4 separate regions of the Mus musculus genome follow, and all the other regions are linked to region 1. Evidence: chromatin contacts called from public promoter capture Hi-C data. All regions are on one chromosome and are shown on one strand. The core of a region is the stretch at or near the end of the contact, and the rest is flanking DNA. Distances in the headings are between cores, read along the strand shown.

Region 1 (3,331 bases), core at 362-2,861:
ATTTGAAACTATGTACTTGGAAAAAGAAAAGTGATTTCTATACTTTGGATAACATATATGACATTAAAATTACAGTTTTTCATCTCAAGATTGGACTATAGTTTACAACGAGCATTATGCGAACAAATATTAAAAGGACTAAAACAGGAGTTTGTCTACTAAAACAAGAGTTTGTGGCTTATCTGTTCGCGAGGTCGTTGAAGCATCCGAAACAGGCCATGGACGAACTGAAACAATTTTAAAGGTGCTTTTTAGAGAGTTCATTTAGAGGTTCCATAGAGGAAACCAGAACTCTCACAAGTCACCCAGATGCCTGACCAGAGTGCTGGAGTCCTGCCACTTGTGTGCTGGCTTTTGGCTGCTACTTATTCCTAACTTGAGCAGCAGAACAGTGGGTCAGCCTTACTTTGGGAGTAACCCAGAACCCACTACAACCATTCTCATTAGCTATGACTCATAGAAACTGTGGCATTCGCTGAATACACCCCAGTGCAGTAGCTGGCATAAGGGCAGCATCCCCACTGGAGCACCTCCTGCCCAGGTCACTGGGAGACCTCCCATCAAGCTGAGAACTCTCAAAGCACCAATAGCTATAACTTTGGAGGTGTTTCTTGAGCCAATCAATGCTCAAACTCCAAGGAGCCTCCTTAAGGCGGGACTTGGTCAGAAATCACACTTCAGGTGAGCAGCACAGGGTAACATCACAGTGTCCCCACAAGTAGGTTCTGGACCCCTACTCAAACACCTGGGGCTGTCTTACAGAACAGACTGGGTGTGTGGACTTGGGAGTAGGCCCCAGATGGCGGAGTTGTAAGGACCCCTCAAGTGAGTGGGATGCCGCCATTTCTTCTCCAGCCTCTGGATAGCAAGACAGGGCTAATTGGGTCCCTTAAATTAGCAGCCTGCAAAAGTTGTGGCTGCAGGCAGCGCTCACCAGCCGCTGGGGGTGATCTGAGCCCCAGAAAAAGCGCCACCTGGTCCAAGGCAACGGGCAGGTGCGTGGCCTAGGACACTTACTAAGTGAGCCCCGCGGTGGTCGCGCCCCATGCTCGCCCCCTGCGGCGCCCCTCACCTGGTCCCGGGTCTTCAGGTACCGCTGCAGCGCCTGCTGGGTGAGCTCGCGGACCCGGAGCTGGCCGTCCTTGCAGGGCACCACGATGCCCGTCCTCCCGAAGCACACTGTCACTTTCATCCTGGCCCTGGGCTCCCGCGCGGGGCTGGGCCGAACAGGTGCCTGGCCCCCAGGCACAGCCCCTCCGTCGGGGGACGTGGGGCGGACACGACGCTGTCCCACGCGTGCCTCCGGGACCGGGACCCACAGCTGCTCCCCTGCAGCCCCACGGGAGGCCGAGGGCGGGAACGCGGGCTCGGAGACGCGGGGACGCGGAGGGTCGGCCGGGCGCAAGCGGAGGCTCCACGCGCCAAAGTGAAACTGCGGGTGCGGCCCGGCCCGGCCCTGCCTCTGGCGGTGGCCCTAGCGACCGTGGCAGGGCCGGCCCCAGGCCCCGGGCTGGAGTGGGCGGCGGCGGCGGCGCGCGGGGCCAGAGTTGGGAGGAAACTTTTGCGCCGGCTCCCAACTCCTCCGACGCGCGCGGCGCTCTGGGCTCCCTCGGCCCGCGGGCCAGCCTGGGCCCGGCTCTTAAAGGGGCCGCGGCGCTCGCGGACCACAGAGCGCACCGAGGCGTTGCACCGAGCCCGGGGTTGCCCCAGTAACTAGACCTTGGGTAGCTTGTTGCCCGCACTTGGTTCTCTTTCTCCCTCACATGTACAAGGAGCTCCGGGAATTGTAACGGGATCTGGGAGCTACCACAGGGGAATTGAAACCGGATCTCATAAAGCACACTTGGAATAGATAGGAAACTGGCCTAGCAACTCCCTTAAAATGAGAGTTGGAGGGAGGTTCAAGGGAAGCTCCGGAGCAGGTGCTTTTGCCACACCTTCTAAAGTAGCCATAGAATTGAAGTACTGAGAGGTGGGACTGACTGAAGGCAGAGCTTTTGCTTTGGAGCCACAAGAGAGCTAGCTAAGCTGAGGGAACTTTAAGGCCACTGTGCAGGTGCCAAGTGTTCCACCGAAGATCACACCCAAAATCCAAATATGATAGGGTGTAAAAGTTTACACTTTTCCTTTTGAAGGGGGACTCCCTTTGTGCATCTGTTGACGAAAAGAACACCCTTGAGTCATGATTTCGCAGGTTCCTGTCCTCGAACAATTGAACCCAAGGTATGGGGAGAAGTTCTGATCAACAAGTAACGTCTGCATCCTTAATTCTTAAGTAAACAGCTCCTTTGAGCTGGAAAATAAATACTTTCCCCTTACCTTGTACAGAAAGAAGAGTGCTTGGCTTGCTGGGGGTGCGGTTCAATTTAGAACTTTTCCCTCCAGTCATCGATTTTCAGCACTGAAAGATTCAAAATCAAAACAGACTGGTGTTCAGAAACTGAGCAGGTGACACAGCTGGTTATGGTGCAAAGAACACAGGTCCTCCTATCTAAATCTCTAGTGGCTCCTGACAGTTTTTATGGCAATTTAGTGCATCCATAAGATCCCCCGGGGTATCCTCCATTTCCTACCAGAGTTGCTCCTATGTCAACTTAAACTGAGTTTGAGTTGCTGGGGATGGTTTGGTCCTAAATTATGGATCTGGGAGTTCTGATCTACTTACACTCCTACATTCAATATACATTGATTATGTCCCACGAAAGCACCTTATTCAATGTCAGTGGCCATGAAGAGGGTCATGTAAACTGAGTCAACTTGGAGGAAATACACAGTAGACAGCCTAGTTGGGTTGCAAATCTAACAGACTGATTTAGGTAAACCAAAGACAGAATTATTTTTGTCATAAAACCAGACAAAAAAATCCATTGAGCCACCCTCTGAGGCATAGTTGGAGGCAGGATCATGAAGTGTATCTTCAGGGACTATCTCCAGCTATTAACTACACTAATGTTGTCTCCATTCGCAGTGAAGTGGGCTCACAGGCGTTTCTCTGCTGAGTCTTCCACAGGAAATAGTAAAAATTGAGCACATGCAAATGCCAGGCATTAATGAGTGGTCTCACGCTATACTGAGAATTGTATGAAGGTTTGGAAAGCACAAAGCAAAGATTCTCAGCCGAGAAACAAGTGCACACTGCTTCCTCTGTGCCCCCACCCCCCACCCCCCACCCCCATCCCCGGTCCTTCACCGTGTCCCCAAACTGGTCTTCAACTCCAGTGGACCAGGGTTCTCTTCACATTACAAACTCTTACAGCCAGTAGGAGTTCTCCTCGGGTACCCAGAGCCTTCAGCTTCCTGGCTTTGAGATTCCCCAAGTTAACTATGAAGA
Region 2 (3,331 bases), core at 605-3,104, 1.2 Mb before region 1:
CACACTCCCCCCCTTCCACAGTGAATCAGTCTCTCCCTCGAAAATACACACACACACACACACACACACACACCTCTTCACATGGGAGTGTACTGTGTACATACATACAGGACCAGGCTCCCCTCAAGACACCTGGCAGCCTGCCCAGGAGAGGAGGGATGGGATAAGGCAAGGGGAGAAAACAACAGGGCCTGTCTCTGGAACAAAACCAACAGAGCCTTGGGTTGTGAAGTGCTTAGGGGCGGGTCTCTTCTGGGATTCCAGATGCAGCATTAGAGTTGGTTTAAAATCATTAGAAAAAAGCGGGGCGGGGAGGGGAGAAAGGAATAAAAGAGAGAAGATTAAAAAGGAAAGAAGAAAAGGAAAAAAAATAATGATTAAAAACAAACAATATCAGAGCAAAGAGAAACCGGAACCAAGAACCACAGAGAATGGTGTGGGGTACATGAGAGCGCTCAGGGTTGGGGACCCTGGAGAGAGATGTCTGAGGGTTCACACAGAGACTAGGCGAGGAGAAAAAAAGTGCAAAATCGAGGCAACGTGTTTGCAGTCTTTCTTGGGTTTTTTTTGGGGGGGCGCTGTTCCTGCTTCGGCCCTCAGCAGTGCGAGCCCCGCTCTTGCTCTAGCTTAATGGTTAGGGTGGGCTCGACCGCCAGAGGGGCCCCGTTGGTGTAGTGGGAGGTTTTGTAGGTGATGGAGTGATCGGTCTTCTTGGCCGCATAGCGGAACCGGTGGTAGTGGAGCACCAGGGCCAGGACGACGGAGGCCAGCACCAGCACGGCGCCCCCGGCCGCCATAACGTAATACCAGTAGGCTGGGATGGGCTGCACGGGCACCGTGTCCACTGTGGGCTCGGTCCCTGGCGGGAGGGTGCCCCCTGGGGGAGAGACACAGAGAGTGTTGCTAGGCTGAGAGCATGCGGACTCATAAAAAAAAATCAATTAAAAAAATAAAGAAAAAAAATAAAGAAAAGAAAGAGAGAAACACACATGCTTTGGGTCATACAGCAGGGATCCAGGGACTCAGGCGGTACTCGGCCTTCATATATACCAAGCCGTTTATTATCTGCAATCTCTTCGCTGGTCCCTTTATGCATCAGGTACTTTAACCCACTGTACAGATGAGGAAACAGGCTCACAGAGGTTCAATCGACAATTGCTGCTCACCTGGTAGTAAATATGTCTCAACCAAGAGTCCTACCCTTACATAGCTTTCTTTATTATTTAATCAGAATTACTTTACCATGTGTCAAAGCATTATAATTTTTTCTCTCATCTCTCTCTTCCTTTCTCTCTCTCTCTCTCTCTCTCTCTCTCTCACACACACACACACACACACACACATACACACACACACACACACACACTTCCACGCACACACACCACATACACACAATGATACTGCAGTATCTGCTGGAATTCAGATTGGTGAATTCTTCAAGTGGGTGGAAAAGCCATATTTGGTGTGGCTGGCCAGAATTCTCAACAATGTATTAATTAGGCTGGCTAGACTTGAAGGTAAATTCCACTTTGGTTTGCCAAGGTTTCTGTGCCCATTGAAATCAGCTTGGTCTTGTCTAAACAGGTCAATTACTACTGTCAAGCAATGACTAACCCGTCTTCATTTTTTTTTTAAACTGGATGGAGGATTTTAAAAGCAGATTGGATAAGGAGTTGCAGGGGGAAAAAAAGATATGAGCACAAAGCAATAAAGGAGTGTGAGAGCGAGGGACACCGAGCGAGGGAGCCTCATTCTTAACCGTGGAAAAGAGCGGGGAGAAGCTGGGGGTGGGGAGATTTAGGAGGCAACCGAGTTTACTGGCCAGCCTCTGGTTGCCATGGAGACGCTGTAGTAGAGTTTCGCTCAGGGTAACTCAGGGGAAAGACTGAATTGACTCCCACTCCATGCAAAACAGTGCTACAACTTGATTCTCCCAAGGATTTACATCAGATGAGAATCTGGCCCAGAAAGGGACTAAGGCGGTTTTGAGCTTGCCAAAGGCAGACATGATCTTTACTTCTGAAAAAGCCGATGTATGCTTAACCTATGAGAAATGCTTCTCGAGCTGCGGGCACCATGGGCGGATGGCTAAAACGTGCTTCCCTTACTTACAGGGTGTGCCGGAAGAGGGACAGATGAGCTGCCTATTCACAGCATCTGTTTGTGGACCCACCTTTGCTCACCACGCAGGCAGGGCCCCCGGCTACCTTTCTTCTCTCCACCCCCACACCCCCACCAGACTTAGAGCTCCTGAAGCAGAGGAAGCCAAGACTCAGCCTCCACCGAGGAGGACATGCAGTGAAGGTGCCCTGTAAATGCCTTATGAAGCAACTGCTGACCCGAGGCCCACACCCCCAGTTCTCAATTTCTCCCGACCCCACAGCCTGGTCCCCAGATAGCTGAGTAGTATGTCAGATCTCATGTCTCCTCAGAAGTGAGAGAAAAATGAGAGAATGTTTCTTAGAAAATCTGATGAAGCCTGCCCATCTTGCTAGTTCTGAATTACTGCTTCCGTCAATTTGGGGATCCCCTTCCGTCAGGGTGCAGTTTCACCTTGTAGACCACCAAAAGTCCTCCAGTGTTGGAAGAGCTTTGACCAAGACGAGTTGCTTAGCATACGACTTGATAACCACATCTGTATCTTTAGGATGAAAAAGACCCCATTATCCTAGGACTCCTAAAAGCTGTTTCTACTACTACCTTATCCTTTTCCAAAGACCCCATTATCCTAGGACTCCTAAAAGCTGTTTCTACTACTACCTTATCCTTTTCCGTGTGACTATATGGTCTTTTCCTTTCCGCTAAAGTGTTTTCATCCTCTTTTGTTTGTTATCTTGAGAAAGGTTTTCACTTTTTAGCAGAGGCCAGCCTGTAATTCACCATGTAGCTAGCCTTAAACAATCCCCCTGCCTCAGCCTCCCAAGTGGTGGGACTACAAGCATGAGCCACCACACCCAGCTCTAATTTCCATCTTTTAATTTTTTCATTTATCTTCTCCTCCCCCCCTCTCCTCTCTCTCTCTCTCTCTCTCTCTCTCTCTCTCTCTCTCTCTCTCCTCTCCTCTCTCTCTCTCTCTCTCTCTCTCTCTCTCTCTCTCTCTCTCTCTCTCTTTCTGTCTCTCTCATTGGTACTCAAATTGAGAAATTTACATACAAAAAAAAGGAGAGAGAGAGAAAGAAAGGAAACAAAGTATTGAAAATGGTTCCTTGAAGTGATCAGGTTGCAAGTCAGCTAATGTCAAGTCCTGATTCAGGTCACCCAGAGTGTCTGCTGCTTGGCAATCACCTTGCTACTGGGTTTTCATGGAGCTCTCAACGATGCTGTGAAATGC
Region 3 (3,331 bases), core at 324-2,823, 1.1 Mb before region 1:
TAGAGATAGAAGATGCCCGGGATGCTTGCAGCAAGCTAGACCCTGTCTCAAACAAGGGAGAAGGCAAAAGCAGACCCCCAGTGATTGCACTCTGACTTCATACACGCACTATGGGGCACCAGCACCTTCGTGTGTGTGTGTGTGTGTGTGTGTGTGTGTGTGTGTGTGTAATCACACACGCACTACATACAAATACTTTTGAAATGAAGATACAACAGTAAAAGAGAGCTACTAGGAGTGTTCCTCCTCAGTTAGGAGCTTTGCATGACTGAACCTCATCTGCATAAAGAGTTACTACAGTGTCTGGCACTCAGTTTGTGCTTAAGGAAACTAACTGGTTTGTCAAATTCTCACACCCGTTTTGGAGGCAAAGAGGTTGAGCCATGCACATAGATGATGCTTCTCTGAAGAGACAGGGATCCAGGAGTAGGAGTTCAGAGACTGGAGATGGAAGCTCTTCAAACATTCGGAAGGTACTTTTTTGGTTTTTTTTTGGCAAGAATGAGACAAAGTTATCCTGTATGTAGCCTTTAAGCCAGGACCTTAGGATTTTTTTTCCCCTAAGAAAACAATCAGAGAGTGGTGTGAGGATGTATATGCATTCTTATGAGTGTTTTTTTCAGAAGCATATGAAAAGTGAGAAGATGTTTCCCTTATAAATAGCATCATGTTGAAAAATCCAACTCGGGAGGGCGAGCAAATCAATTCTGGTGTATTTATAAAACGAAGAATTCAGTGGCTACAGAGAAGCAGTGTGGCAGGTCTGGACTTTTTTGGCTCTATAGGAAAAAAGTTCATGATATACTATTAATGTAAAAAGAACAGATTTTTAAAGTCCATCTTAAAATGTACACATGAATTTTCTTGCCTAAGCAGCCAGAAAACTGAAGTTGGAAAAAAAAATAGCCTAATCTAAGATGCTAGCAGAGCTACATCACCAATAGGGTAACTCCAATTTCTTTGTTTTCTTCTGCTATCTGAGTTAGTATTGTAAGTTCACTTTCCTTCGATAAGAGTAGATTCATAAAAAGAGCCGCAGTCCTGAAGTTTTCAAAGTAGAAACGCTGAGAAAAACAATCCTTATGATTTATTTGGGATGGGCAAGCTGTGCTTGCCAAAATCCTGTCCCTTGGGGACTGAGACGGGAGGGTCAGAGTTCAAGGCCAATTTAGGCTATGCAGGATTCTGTCTCAAAAAATCCAAACAATAACAACAACAACAACAACAACAAAAAAAAAAAAAAAAACAAAAAAATTAGCAGATAGGTGTGGATTCTCTTCCAATATCACTTTACCATCCATCTCATTGAGCTGGAGTATGTAGAACAAAAACCACAATAGTCATGACATGTCAACATAAAAAGAATAGTATTTCAGATATCATACTCAATGAATAATATTTTTTAAATATAATTTAAAAACCCTGATATGTGGCTTTATGTTGGTGTTTTACATTTTATTTACTTATTTATCTATTTACAAAGGATACCAAGATCTTGCCACTCCACTGGCTAGTCCTCAGAAGTGGGCAGGTTTTGTCAGGCTGCCCAATCACCTTTGGAGTCATTTAAAGAATGATTGACAGAATCGGTCTGAAGGAAGGCAGGGCTACCAACAAAGGCCATAGCTGCCATTGCTAAGGGCTTGCCTCAGGTCACTCAGTGACCACACCGACCCCATGTCTTTTTTGTAACCTGGGCAGCAACAAACCCGTGTTTACTTTATCTATACACACCCAGTGAAGGCGGTGTACATTGAACAAAAGTTCCTCCAAGCCAGTGAGTCACACTCTCTCTGTGCTTTTTAGTTAAGGGGACCCCCCCCCCCCAATCGCTTTGTGAAGCAAATAACCAGTCCTTAAATTTAGGAAAACTGTTTTTTGTTTTTTTGTTTTTTGTTTTTCTATCACGCGTGCTTGAGGGAGACAAGACCAGGAGTTACAAGTTGGCATGCAAGTGTGTTCTCCCTCCAGGGTCCTGGCTGCACCCTGTGGACGAGTTCCGCCTCACCATGTGGCCTTCTAGAAGGGCTTTTGATAGAAAGGGCACAGTCCCAGTGACACACTGACTTCATATAGAATGTCTCATTTATCTCCTGTGTGATAGAGTCATTTGGGGAAGTTTTTTATTATTAGGGATTTGCTGCAGCTGGAGCAAATCTCCTTAGAAACTTCAGCGTTGTCAGGTTCATTTGGGAAGGGCTCGGAGGAGGCTCAGGAAGTTTGTGGCTTTGGAATAAACGCAGGCTTTGCATGCAGCCTTGAATCTCCAGTGTTTGTTTGATCAAGAAGTCTGGGGTGCAGACTCGAGCTTCACCCCAAGGACAGTGAAACTGGATAACTTGAAAGTTGCCCTCTTTCCCAGCCTATTACTGCCTCCCAGAAGCCAGCATGAGGCAGCTAACAGACATATTAACTACAGTGTTTGCATTTCATTATTCGTAATCTCTCGCAAATGAAAAAATTCCTTTCGAAGCTTTCACACTACCTCTTCGTATTTTAGTTATTTATTTTCTTCCCCTGAGCCAAAGTGGCCATCTTTAGCTCATTCTTGTTGTCTCACTCAGAGGGTCCCTGAGTACTTTTTTTCCTGTAACTCACAGCTTGTGACATCTGCACTGGCAGCGGGTGTCTAGAGAATGCTTCCTCCTCTCTCTCAGCTTCAAAGTCTTTATTTTCCCCCCCAAATCCACATTGGGGATGGGGGAGGCAGGAATTGGCATCAAAATATGGGCAGTGGAATTAATGTTCTGAGGGGTGGGGGGGGGGAGGGAGGGAGGGAGAGAGAGAGAGAGAGAGAGGGAGAGAGAGAGAGAGAGAGAGAAGAGAGGTGCCATCTCTCCCTCCCATCACACGGAAAACATGGAAGAACTCTGTGTCCGCATCTCTGTCCCATTAGGTCACCCAGACTAGGCTGGCTACTGCTGATGGTGCGGAAGGCTCCCCCTGGCTAAGGCCCTTGTTTAGAGCAGTTTAAGGTCTAGCTTGGGTCTTGCCTGCTTTTCTGGGTGCACATATGTTTGTGAGGAGGGGGTTTTATGCCTAAGGCACAATCCTTAGGTCCCTATAAGGACATTATCCCCAACCTCAGGACTTGGATCTATACATCTGAATGCCTGCACCCCAAGAAACCACCCTTTGGCAGATGAGTCCTGCCTCACATCATGTTGCTTATGATGGTTATGACACAGACTGAGCGCTTCCTCAACCCCTGGGCCCTTGCCCTGGTTCTTTCTCGAGTCTCTCATACTCCTTAACTCCGTCCATGGCTGGTTCCAATCTTTTGGGCTTAAGTGCAGACGCCATTCCCAAGGCCTCTCCTGTCTTTCTTGGT
Region 4 (3,331 bases), core at 471-2,970, 1.0 Mb before region 1:
GTGGAAAGAGTCTAGAAATTTCCACTGACTCAGAGTGACACAGAATGAGGAGGTCTTCATCCAAAGGTAGGGAAGTGGTGTAAAACGGGGGTTCAGAGCATGAACTCCTGCTGCTGCTGCCTTGCGTAGAGACAAGCTGAAAGAGCAGCTGGAAATACCTCAGATCTCGCCTAAGGAAATAACTTTGTCTTTTGATGCTGTCAGTGGGGAATGTCCCAGGTAATGGGGGGAGTCTGCCTAGACACTTGAGCTTTTCCTTGCCTACCAGGAAACTCAATGAACTTATTCTCTATAAGGGCATCTCATGGACCCGTTCATGGAGGAAATCCAGGCAGCCTCTCAGGAGCTCCTTTCAGAGTTGATGTGGAGGTGCCAAACTGTTTCCAGGAACGGGGATGTTAGGAGTTGAACTGGGTGGGAGGTAGGCTAGATGACCTCTCAGGCTCTTCCAACAAAAATCAATTAATATTTATTATTTCGCATTATGGCCCGTGACATTAAAAATGTCAAAACTGACTTAATTAGGGCAAATAAGTACAATTAGGCCTGAAATGCAAAGAAAAGATGAAACGGGTAGAGTTAAGCCCTAAACCCAAATGTCCCATTTTTGCCTGTAAGCCACATCACATCATCACAGATACAAACTGGGGTCCAATAAGTAAGAGAGTGAACATCAAAATGTTGTGCTTCAGCCTAATGCTCCATCTAACCAGTATGGAGGAACAACAGCAAGCTGTGTGAGAGGCAAGAACACAGAAATGCAATCATGTCAATCATGAGGGAAATCCTGCAGCAGAAGAGGGGAGAGGTAGAGGATGCTGATAAGGTCCATGAATGAATTCCAGCATTTTTTCCTGATGCTGGAGACAATCTGAGGTACAGAGACCCAGCCTGTGGCTCCGAGCTGGCTCTAGCGTATTCCAGGGAGAGTGTGCCAATGCGATAGCTTTTTCTTAATTTCCTTTTCATCCCAAATGTTCTTTTTTTTTTTTTTTTTCATCTCCTGTGAGACTTCTTTCCCCCAGTGTGACAAATTTTCCAATTTTGTAATGGGAGCCAAGAGAAAATGGAATTCTCGTTTATAGAAATCCACTTTGTAGCCAACTTTCTTGAGATGCGTCTATCCCTGAAAGCTATTTCCTTCCTCCGAAAGGATGCAGCTGAGGTGTTTAGAGCCTGCTAAGTGGATCACCGACAATTTGCTCTTTTGGCTTGTGGAGATTAACAGCAAGGCCTTGGGGGTGGAAACGGGGTGAGGGTTCCTCTTCAGGCTTTCCTCAAGCTGTGCTGAGTCTGTTCTGGGAGCAGTGATTTTGCTGGAATAGGCACAGCAAATGGGTTGGGATAGCTCTGGACACCTCAGGGCACCAATGTCAATTATCCCTCCCATATCCCTCCCAACATGCTTGGGAATCTGGCTCGCCAGACAATTAGATGGAAGACAAGCCATCAGACAAAAGTGGCGTCACGGCATGTCCCTGTCCTAGTTCTGAAAGGCCACTGAGGATGTGTAGGAACATGGTAGGTCCTGATCTGTAATAGGGCTAGAACTCACGTCTGGCTGGCTCCTTGCCCTGGCTTACATTCTAATGGTTTCTCTTTGGGGCACATTTATGATTATGTAATGGCAAAACAAAGGCGCCTGCTAGTAAGTGAAATCATTTTTATACTATGTGGGTGACTTGCAGGCAGTGTGCACCGCCAGGCATTGACACATTCCAACGTGGGAAATGTACTTGAAGCGCAACAACTGGCTCTTCTCCATCTGTTCATGTTCCCCATTTGACTCATCTCTGCTCTGTAAATATTCTCCGACTTGTTAGCAAGCTGAGCAAATTTCAAAGCTCTGTGAATAAAGTGCATATAGGTCAGGAGGTACCTTTGCGGGAGACCCCCAAGGACACATAAACTTGCCTTACCAGGAGAAACCTTTCATCCATTTGACACTCACATCAAACTCTGTTTCTCATGTAGGCAAAAGGGATGTGAACAAAGATTAAATGAAGGCTGGTGGGGAACGCAACTGGCTGAAAAAGAAAGTGTGTGCCTGAAAGATAGACTGGAAATCTACCAACGGGGCATGGCGAGGAAAAGCAAATGTTCACAAAACAGCAAGCCAGAGAAATTATTAGCAAGCTAAAAACAAGAAAGAAAGAAAGAAAGAAAGAAAGAAAGAAAGAAAGAAAGGAAGGAAGGAAGGAAGGAAGGAAGGAAGGAAGGAAGGAAGGAACACTGTGGTTCTTCATGGGCTCTTCGTGAACAGTGCCCTCAGTTTTATCTTGAGGGTTTCCATTACATGTCTCAGGACACCATCTGTGACTTGCCATGGTGGTCATACAAAATGCTACCCAACTCCAGAGGACAGTGATTCAATGTATAGAAACAGCACCTGAATTTCTCAGGGCAAAGGATAAAGAAAAACTATGGAGTGTCTCTTGTGTGGTAGAGAAGAGCTGACGGATTCTATGCCTGCACCCACAGCTGAACGCGTACTAGAGGCTGGATGCCATTCGTAACCACACCAGCGTACATCCATTGAGAATTTGCTACAATCCAGGCACTGTTCCAATACTCTACAAGAGCAAGTCTATTTAATTTTCACAATAATGAGGTTGGGGTTTTAATTTTGTCCTCCCCTTTATAGATAAGAAGAGTTAAGCACATAGAGCTGTTATGGAGCCCAAAGTCATGCGGTTTGCCAGTATTAAGAGCCAAAGCATTGGGCATACACAAGTTGCTTATAGCCATGGGATATACATGTCCCAACCCAGTCAACAAATAATCCATGAGTTAACAGACAGACAGACAGACAGACAGACACATATAGTGAGTAGCACATCATAACCAATGCCAATGTAACCAATGCACAACTCCCACAGAGATCATTGCTATTGCTGGGTACAAGGTGTCTGCAAAGATTCATCTGCTGAGGGCTTCATCTTCAGCTGGTGGTGATGCTGAGAGGTGATTGAGTTGAGAAATGTTAACTTGAGTGGTGGGTTAATCCATACATAAGTCAGTGGCTAATCCGGGGCTCAGGAGGCAGGGCTGGCTAAGTAATGAGTCACTCTGAAGCCATGACTTAGAAGTCTTATACCCAAACTGTTCATCTCTGTCTGCTTTCTGGCTTCCAGAAGGCGAGCAACTTCCCTCCATCACGAAATTCTGCCATGATGTTTTTATTTTGACACATTCCTAAAGGCACTGAGCATTTCTGGCTGACAGTGTACTGATACCTCTTCGAACTGTGAAACCTGCAACTCCCCAAGGACACCATTTCTCCTTAAAGTCGGGTTTTCTCAGGTTTTTTCCCCACAGGAATAGAAACAGA

What was found. Promoter capture Hi-C pulls out the DNA fragments that hold promoters and counts their contacts.
Region 2: a contact with region 1 is called in a promoter capture Hi-C map of liver, with 5 times the contacts expected there. The contact joins the promoter of 4930487H11Rik here to the promoter of Pard3b in region 1. A contact is called at or near these places in 5 of 39 promoter capture datasets (embryonic stem cells, frontonasal cranial neural crest, hippocampal neurons and 1 more), 1 of 115 datasets of contacts at active chromatin or transcription factors (neural tube) and 1 of 9 other capture datasets (embryonic stem cells).
Region 3: a promoter capture Hi-C map of liver shows a contact between it and region 1, with 4 times the contacts expected there. The contact joins the enhancer-like site here to the promoter of Pard3b in region 1. A contact is called at or near these places in 4 of 39 promoter capture datasets (cranial neural crest, liver and second pharyngeal arch cranial neural crest) and 2 of 115 datasets of contacts at active chromatin or transcription factors (cardiomyocytes and stem cell-derived neural progenitor cells).
Region 4: a promoter capture Hi-C map of hippocampal neurons shows a contact between it and region 1, with 10 times the contacts expected there. The contact joins the enhancer-like site here to the promoter of Pard3b in region 1. A contact is called at or near these places in 5 of 39 promoter capture datasets (cranial neural crest, embryonic stem cells, frontonasal cranial neural crest and 2 more) and 7 of 484 Hi-C or Micro-C datasets (the HL-1 cell line, cardiomyocytes, cerebellar granule neurons and 4 more).

Annotation. Positions count from the first base shown.
Region 1 is chr1:61,637,104-61,640,434 of GRCm38.p6, reverse strand. Pard3b (par-3 family cell polarity regulator beta) reads right to left here and starts at 1,611. Exons shown (of 23, transcript NM_001081050.2): 1 at 1,073-1,611. The coding sequence starts at 1,192.
Region 2 is chr1:62,793,255-62,796,585 of GRCm38.p6, reverse strand. 4930487H11Rik (RIKEN cDNA 4930487H11 gene) reads left to right here and starts at 1,854. Exons shown (of 3, transcript NR_040601.1): 1 at 1,854-2,033; 2 at 2,115-2,190. All of the region lies in intron 15 of Nrp2 (neuropilin 2), which reads right to left.
Region 3 is chr1:62,732,968-62,736,298 of GRCm38.p6, reverse strand. All of the region lies in intron 2 of Nrp2 (neuropilin 2), which reads right to left. Among named protein-coding and RNA genes, the nearest start is that of Gm29083, 16 kb to the right of the region's middle. Within about 2 kb of position 1,573, at least 15 of the 459 cell types and tissues checked have an H3K27ac peak or open chromatin away from gene starts, as enhancers often do. A contact at or near this core is called in liver, where this site is marked.
Region 4 is chr1:62,686,015-62,689,345 of GRCm38.p6, reverse strand. No RefSeq gene overlaps it. Among named protein-coding and RNA genes, the nearest start is that of Nrp2, 16 kb to the left of the region's middle. Within about 2 kb of position 1,720, at least 11 of the 459 cell types and tissues checked have an H3K27ac peak or open chromatin away from gene starts, as enhancers often do. A contact at or near this core is called in hippocampal neurons, where this site is marked.